Regions from separate parts of the Mus musculus genome. Here region 1 is linked to region 2. The links are chromatin contacts, called in public Hi-C maps. All regions are on one chromosome and are shown on one strand. The core of a region is the stretch at or near the end of the contact, and the rest is flanking DNA. Distances in the headings are between cores, read along the strand shown.

Region 1 (4,080 bases), core at 892-3,391, 300 kb before region 2:
CTTATCAGGAAGGGGAAGCAGCCTGCCCATGTCTTCCTGTCAGTGGCTAGAAGAGGCAGCCTCCCTGACCACGAAGCCCTAACTCCAGCTGCTAGCCTGTTTATTTCCTCTGTGATGCTCCGTATATGTCTCTGTTATCACTCCCGGGTATATAGTCTCTCACCCTCATCCTCAGCACCAGCCACTTTGCACAGGGTGAGTGTGAGCCAGTGTGATGGTGAGTGAGTGTGAGCCAGTGTGATGGTGAGTGTGAGCAAGTGTAATGGCGAGTGTGAGCCAGTGTGATGGTGAGTGAGTGTGAGCCAGTGTGATGGTGAGCGAGTGTGAGCCAGTGTGATGGTGAGTGAGTGTGAGCCAGAGTGATGGCTATCCTTCATGGCCATGACCGTGTTTGTAGTTACACGCCTTTGGGTAGATCTGTGAGGACGTTTCCAGACAGGATTAACTGAGAATGGAAAGCCCACGCAAGTCCTTTGAGTGTGGATTCCTCCATCCCATGGGCTGGGGTCTCAGGCTGAGTAAAGAGGAGAAAGCAAGCTGGGCACCAGCATCCATCTCTACGCATGTCACCAGCTGCATCGCATGCATCCTTCCCTGACTTCACTGTCATCATGAACGATGTCCCCTAACACCATGACGCTGCTGAATGTATGTGAAAGCATGGCATGACAGAGTCAGAGCTGGGATTCTAAATCCTCAATCTTGAAAGCCACTGCCCTTTTCTGTCCCCAGGGAAAGGTAGGAAGGGGGACTTCTATCTCCAGAAGACGTGGGGAAAAGATGGTGCAGAACTGCCGGGAAGGAAAGAGGGAACTCCGACACAGGCCACCCTGTCTCATGACCTGGAACATCTTGAGGGGGGAACTGAAAACCAATAAAGAGGAGTATTGCCCCCTCCCCACCCCATCCCCCGCTCCCCATCAAAACAAGAGCCCCTCCTCCAGCCCAGCAGCCTCCAGGGACAAAGGAAGCTACAGATTGAATAGAAGAGGATTTGAGTGAAGGTAAGTTTGGTGCACCACAGAAAGCCTAGCTCTTGGGAAGCTGGGCATGATGATTCAAGGTCAAGGCTAACCTTGGCTGCCTAGTCAGATCCCCTTTCCAAAAAGTTCATATTAAGATTTTGTAAATGGTGGGAGGAGGCAGCTCAGTTGGTAGACATGTTTGCCTAGCATGCCTGAAGCCCTGAGTTTGATTCCCACCACAGCATACACAGGGCGTGGTGGTGCACACCTGTTATATTAGTTAGCACCCTGGAGATAGAAGCAGGAGGTTCAAGGTCGACCTCATACGTAGTGAGTTCAAGGCCAGCCTGGGTTACATAAGATCTTTCTGATCCCCACCCCCCGTCCCCTTAAAAAGAGAGAAAAGGAGGAAAAGCCTGGCTCCATGAACATCATCTGGCCCATCAGCCCCCAGAGGAGCCCCAGAGGAGCCCCAGAGGCCTGGAGCCTCCAGACAGCCACAGCGCATGAGCAAACTGGGTCTTGTAGGTTCATGCAGGAGCTACCTGGTGCATGGTGGGGTCCACTCTAGAAGCTGTGGTAAAACAGCTCACACCTGGTTATAGAAAGAGGCAAGGCCGAGACTGAGGGGAACTGGAGTTCCCCAGAGGAGGTGGCTCAGCCAGAGCCTGTCAAAAGAACAGGCTGTGATTAATGGCCACAATTTGGGGGGGGGGTTGCTTTTTTTTTTTTTTTTTTTTGAGACAGGGTTTCTCTGTGTAGCCCTGGCTGTCCTGGAACTCACTCTGTATGTAGACCAGGCTGGCCTCGAACTCAGAAATCCGCCTGCCTCTGCCTCCCAGGGGCTGGGATTAAAGGCGTGCGCCACCACTGCCCTGCTTACGGCCACAATCTTGTATACAAAGGCTGGTGAATGCCCTCAAAGACCCCTTACTCAGTGCCAGGTTCTTTTCTGTTTAGACAGACACCTCAACGGGCTCTGCCTCGTGTCCACCTACCCACCTCTTCCTTCAGTTTCCACAGCAATGCCATGTGGAGAGCATCAGGCGCCAGGAGGGACCCGCCAGCCTCTTGTGCAGGCGGTGCTCGCTTGACCATGAACTGTCCTCCAGAGCCTTGTGCATTTGAGCACTTTGTCCCCAGCTGATGACACTGTTTGGAAGGTGTTTAAGAAGTAGGGCCTCTTGGGAGGAAGTGGGTCACAGGGGGTGACACTTGTGGGTTGAAACCTTGCACCACTTCCTGTCATCTCTTTGCTTCCTCGTGATTAACAACCAACTGCCTCCCGCTCCAGTCCTCATGCCTTCCCGGATGTGATAAACTCTATTTCTTATTTTAAAAATATATTTTTTAAAAGATTTATTTATTTTTATTTATATGAGTACACTGTTGCTGTCTTCAGACACACCAGAAGAGGACATTGGATCCCATTTCAGATGGTTGTGAGCCACCATGTGGTTGCTGGGGATTGAACTCAGGACCTCTGGAAGAGCAGTCAGTGCTCTTAACCTCTGAGCCATCTCTCCAGCCCCTTAAAAATATTTTTACGTGATTTAGTTATGTATATGTGTGTCTAAGTGAATCCCACGTGTGCGTAGATACCTGCGGAGACCAGAAAAGGGCATCAAATCTCCTTAGAACTGGACTTACAGGCAGCTGTGAGCAGCCTGTGTGAGTGCTGGGGACTGAACGCAGGACCTCTTCTGAGCAAGTGTTCTTAACTGCTGAGCTGTCTGTCTCTCCAGCCTCCTCTCCTCCCTTCTAAAACATCAAGCCAGGCTCTCTCCCTCGTTAAGTTACTTTGGTCATCTGTTTTACTGCAGCAACAGTGGAGTAATTAATCGAACCTTGGGCAACGGCAAAGACAGTCATGGCTGACACTTCTTTTCTGCCCCTCAGGCATGCTCTGCCAGCTCCTCAGAATCCCAGTCGCTCTATGGGTGGCCGGCTCCGTTAGTCTTTCTCCACTTCCAACCTTCGCTCCTGCTTCCTGGCCATAGACCTTCCTCACTTCCCTGTGGAGTATGTGTACTGTAAAGCCACCACACTGCGGCATCCTGCCTTTTCTCCAGACCCCTCTGTGGTCCTGTGTGCGGTCAGGTCTGGAAGGCTCCAGGAACGCCTCCCAGATTCTGCATCCTGGATTCTCCTAGAGAGAAGCTTTGGCGATGACTGGATGGCCCCAGGAAGGGGAAGACAGTTCTTGCTGCTGTATGGTGGCCACTGGCAGGCTCTGGCTGGTCACAGAGCTTTCTTGCTACTAGTTTAATAGATGAGCAACAGGGAAATTGGAAGGGATTTTCTGGGGTTGGGGGCGCCGTCCACAAGTCTAGAAGTGTTCCCTGACCTGCCCCCAACCATTGCCTCTCATTCTGCATAAAATGCCCAAAGCCTGTCCCCGCCCTGAGCCATGGCTGGCTCCGTGTCTTCAGCTCTAAGGCACATAAACCAAGCAACTCAAGTGAAGGCAGCCAAAGACCACACATGTCCCCAGAGAGCCACAAAAGGAGACCGAGCTAGATTTAAAAAATGAATCAACTTGCTTTATGGAAGCTTGTCTGTCCTAGTTTGCTTTCTGTGGTTGTGACAAAACACTTTACCCAAATCAAATCAACACTTTAAAATGTATCACTGAGGGAATCGGAGGCAGGAACTGAAACAGAGACCATGGAGGAATGATGTCACTGGCTTGCTCCTGCCTCTGCTCAGCTAGCTTCTGTACACAACCTAGGCCCACAGGCCCAGGGGTGACCATGGGTGGACTAGATCCTCCTCCATCAAAACAATGCCCCCACAGGCATGCATGCTCGACGGCAATCTGATGGAGGCAGTTCTAATCTGATGGAGGCAGCTCCAATCTGATGGAGGCAGTTTCTCAGTTGAGACTTTCTCTTCCTGTGTGTCTCTAGTTTATGTCAAGTTGAATTCCTCCTCTTGACACCCATTATCCCTTAGGTCCTGTGTGGACATTGACAGGGTGACCTCGTGACCCATCCTCCTCATCCTTGTGCTCGACAGAAGGTAAGTTCTAGATGGACTGTCTTTCTGGATAAGGGTGTTCTCCTTCCTTCCTGTGGATGGGCTTCTGGGAAAACGGTGCTCAAACATTGGCAGG
Region 2 (3,774 bases), core at 960-3,459:
GTCCACTGGCCCACTGAAGAAGGTCTTACTTGCTAGAGACTCAAACCATCTCATAGACCCAGATCCCAGACTCCCCATGACTACCCATCCCCGTCCAATTCCTCTACCTATGCACAAGTACAGGTGGTGTGTTCTACCAAGTCCAGCCACTCGTGCAGGCAGTGGCCACCACACACTCCCTACCTCCCAGTTCCTGGTTCTCCTCAGCTGCAGTGGGAATCACACATGGCCTCTGCCAGCCACACAATGACCAGTCCTGAAATCTGGACCTTCATGCCCTTGTCTCCAGCCTCCCCTCTGTTTCTCCCAGGATTCCACATCCAGACCAAGGGTCAGACAGCCTGCTCAGCCTCAGTTTGCAATGGGTCCTGGGGTCGAATTCACCCTAAGGTATCCGCAGAGCTCTCACTGGGCGAAAACCAAAAGTCTGTGGAAAACCGGTTTTAATTTGTTTCCCCAGCTGCTGTGATAGAACTCTGACCAAAGGCGGCTTGCAGGAGGGGAGGCTTTGCATGGCTTCAGTCCATGGTGCAGGCATGGTGCAGGCGCGGCACTGGCCATCACAAAGGGAACTGACAGCGGGAACCTGGAGGCGGGAGATGAAACAGAGGCTGCGGGGGGGGCACTGCTCCTGGCTCGCTGGCCACGGCTTGTTCAGATTGCTTTCTTTTCTCTTCTGTTTTTAGTTTATGTGTAGGGTTCTACGCCCACAGAGGACAGAAGTGGGTGTCAGATACCCTAGAACTGGAGTTTGAGACCACTGTTCGCTGCCATGTGTGGTGCTTGGAGTTGAACCCACATCCTCTAGAAGAGCAGATAAACCCACAGTTTGCTTTCTTACACAATCCAGAATCACCTGTCCAGGGGCGACACCACAGTCATGGGCTAGGCCCTCCCTCTGCAATCATTAATCATGCAAATGCCCACAGAGTTGTCCACAGGAAAATCTGATGGAGTCTCAACTCTTCTCCCCACATGACTCCAGTTTGTGTCAAATTGACAATAATAACAACAACAATAATAATAGTAACAACAACAACAAACAGAACTGAGAGCAGTTCTCAGTGAATGAACTCAAGTGTCCCCAGACTTCCTTGAAAATGGGGCTGAGTCCTGGGATGCTGTGGCCTGCACTCATTTTTCTAAAGGAGACCGAGGAGGAGGAGGAAGAGGAGGAGGAGGAGGAGGAGGAGGAGATGGGGTAGATGGAAGGAGGAGGGGAGGAGGAGGAGGAACAGAGACAGGAAGGAGGGGAGGGAAGGGGGAGCTTGGGGGTGGTGGGGAAGAGCAGGGAGAGAGAAGAGCTGGAAACAGGAGCTGCCCAGGGTCCCTCTGTAAACAGTGCGGGGGGGGGGGGGGGGGGGGCCGGCTGCTGCCACTCTCAGGGTGATAGCTCACAGCCCTGCCAGCCCTGCAACCCCATCTGTTTGAGCCGTCTGTGAAGTCTCAGGGCCAAAAAAAATAAGAAGGCCGGTGGGGTGGTCACTGCTGCGTTTATGTAAAGAGCATCTGGCACCTGTGGTAAGGAGGCTCTGTCCCTCCATCCCTGCTGAGCTTTTTGACCAACAGTCAGTGAAGCGCAGTGAGCCGCAGAGGCTGGGTGCTGAGCTGGGCCAGACAGGAAACCTTCACTACCGTTGATCACAGGACACATCACAACTTTACACATCAGCACAGTGACAGGCACTTAACAGATGCCAAGGGAACCCCAAGGATGTCACCATCATGACAGCTTTAGAGATGGGGAACAGGCTGGTAAGTAGACACCGGCCTAGGGCGGATGGGAGGGCCACAGCCACCACTATGAACAGTCCAGACTAGCCAGCCTTAAGCTCTAGATCCAAGCTCATCACAAAGCTGTGCAGCCCCTCCCTTGGGAACGCAGACTACGCCTGCCCCAGCAGGAGCTGAGATAATGCAGGACGGACCCAGAACCCAGAAGGACAGTCAGCCGGTGTCCACGCATACATCAGATAAAGAGCTCACAGAACCCTTAAAAATCACTGTGAAGAAAGATCAGTCCATATACTCCTTTAAAAGGCGGGGCTACCCAGAAGAGTTTGCCAGAGTTTACCCGATGGACGCCAAGGAGAACAGAAGGGAGAGGGGGAAGGGAAGGGAGGGAGCCGCTCTGGGGAAATCCTGCTCCCAGAACAGCTCAGGAAGCTTCTGTCCAGCCCCGCCCCGGCCCCGCCCAGGCCCCGGGCCCAGCCCCGCCCCGGCCCCGCCCAGCCTCTCTGGGAACCGCCGCCAGCGCAGCTGCTCCCAGCAGGGCTCATAGGAAGAGCGGCAGCCTCTGGAAAGAGCAGTGTAGCTCAGCAAGTGAAACGGACCGAGCTGTTGGGTGGGGGTTAACACATTTCTCAGTGTCACAGGTGTGCTGACGAAGGACAAAGGCCAGACACATCTGCAAGTGAGAATTCAAAGCAGTTGGTTGAGGGATCTGGGGCTGGTGTCACCATGGGGGACAGGAACTGAGAAAGGGTCTGTAAATGGAGGCTGGCTGCAGGGCTACCTGTCTTAACTGCTCTGCCAGCCAGGCCCCTTCCTTCCCTCTACCTCCCTCGGCTTCCCTCCAGACCAGCAGCAGCCACCAGGGTTTTTCTCCAAGCCAGTCAGACAAATGGACAGGCAGACAAATGACAGAAACACAAGAGGCAGGCAGACAAATTAGACAAAAGGCTGTAGCAGGCGACAGAGTGAACTGGTTAATCATGAGGCAGGAACGATAAAGAAGCTAAGTGAGCGCTGACTGCATACTAAGCCTTACTAAGGATTCTGCGCCTTATGTATGCCCTTGCTTAATCCCTTCAGCAGTCTTACACGAGGTAAAGAAAGGAAGGGGACTTTAAAGGTATTTCATGAAAAAACGGAAGCAACCCACTGTGTGAGCTACAGGCAGAACTGATAATAATGTGAACAATACATGTTCATACAACACCTCCATCAAAGTCCACCAAAACTCAGGTCCGACTCCAGGCAATCCCTCTCAGACATTAGAGACATTGCTGGGTGGACGCACAGATCTTCCCAATCCTGGAGAACAGATCTGCAAAGCTTAGCAGCCCACACAGCAGTCTATGGAGAGGGAATTAATGACGTAGTTGGTGGCTAGGGAGACAACAAGTAACTTACTGACACAGGCTACAAAGTAACACAGATGATTACAAGGAGAGTGTGCACTGAGACATCTTGCGGAGAGGAGAGCTAAAGCAGGGGTTCTCAGCCTTCCTGATGCTGCTCCTTTAACACAGTTCCTCCCGTTGTCATGACCTTCCACCCACAAAATTATTTTCATTGCTACTTCATAACTACAACTTTGCTATTGTTATGAATCGTAGTGTAAACATTTTTTGGAGATAGAGGGTTGCCAAAGGGGTGGAGACCCACAGGTTGAGGACCACTGGACTAACGGGTCACTCTGCGGCAGTAGGAACTCACTCCACTTTTTCTGCTGCACACTTTTTTACGTGAGGCGCCTCACGGAGAGCTTCAGAAAGTGGGATTGGCTCTAGCGGAAGCAGTGGGTGTACATTTCTGTGAAGACAGGCAAGAATGCAGCAGAAAGACCGAATGTTTTCAGCCACAAGGAAGTGAGGAACAGCCTGGTGAATCCCGGCTCTCGCTCCTTACCTAGGACAGAACAGGTCCCAGGAAGTGCCAGGGACTGGCGAGGGTGGTCCTGGGATGCATAAGTCACTACGCAACATGACTTTTCCTGTGGGTCTCGGTGCAGAAAGCTCGGATGGTGGATAAAAAGCAAACCCATAGACA

What was found. Hi-C and Micro-C count contacts between places; a contact is called where the count stands out from the background.
Region 1: a Hi-C map of pre-B cells shows a contact between it and region 2, with 5 times the contacts expected there. The contact joins two enhancer-like sites. A contact is called at or near these places in 19 of 484 Hi-C or Micro-C datasets (B cells, the G1E-ER4 cell line, the N1E-115 cell line and 13 more), 5 of 115 datasets of contacts at active chromatin or transcription factors (astrocytes, bone marrow-derived dendritic cells, double positive thymocytes and 2 more) and 4 of 9 other capture datasets (adipose tissue, embryonic stem cells, liver and 1 more).

What each region holds. Positions count from the first base shown.
Region 1 is chr9:121,673,237-121,677,316 of GRCm38.p6, reverse strand. No RefSeq gene overlaps it. Among named protein-coding and RNA genes, the nearest start is that of Sec22c, 30 kb to the left of the region's middle. Within about 2 kb of position 2,141, at least 84 of the 459 cell types and tissues checked have an H3K27ac peak or open chromatin away from gene starts, as enhancers often do. A contact at or near this core is called in B cells, the G1E-ER4 cell line, double positive thymocytes and 2 more, where this site is marked.
Region 2 is chr9:121,370,121-121,373,894 of GRCm38.p6, reverse strand. The region is part of intron 1 of Trak1 (trafficking protein, kinesin binding 1); the gene reads right to left. Among named protein-coding and RNA genes, the nearest start is that of Trak1, 5.0 kb to the right of the region's middle. Within about 2 kb of position 2,209, at least 326 of the 459 cell types and tissues checked have an H3K27ac peak or open chromatin away from gene starts, as enhancers often do. A contact at or near this core is called in B cells, the G1E-ER4 cell line, double positive thymocytes and 2 more, where this site is marked.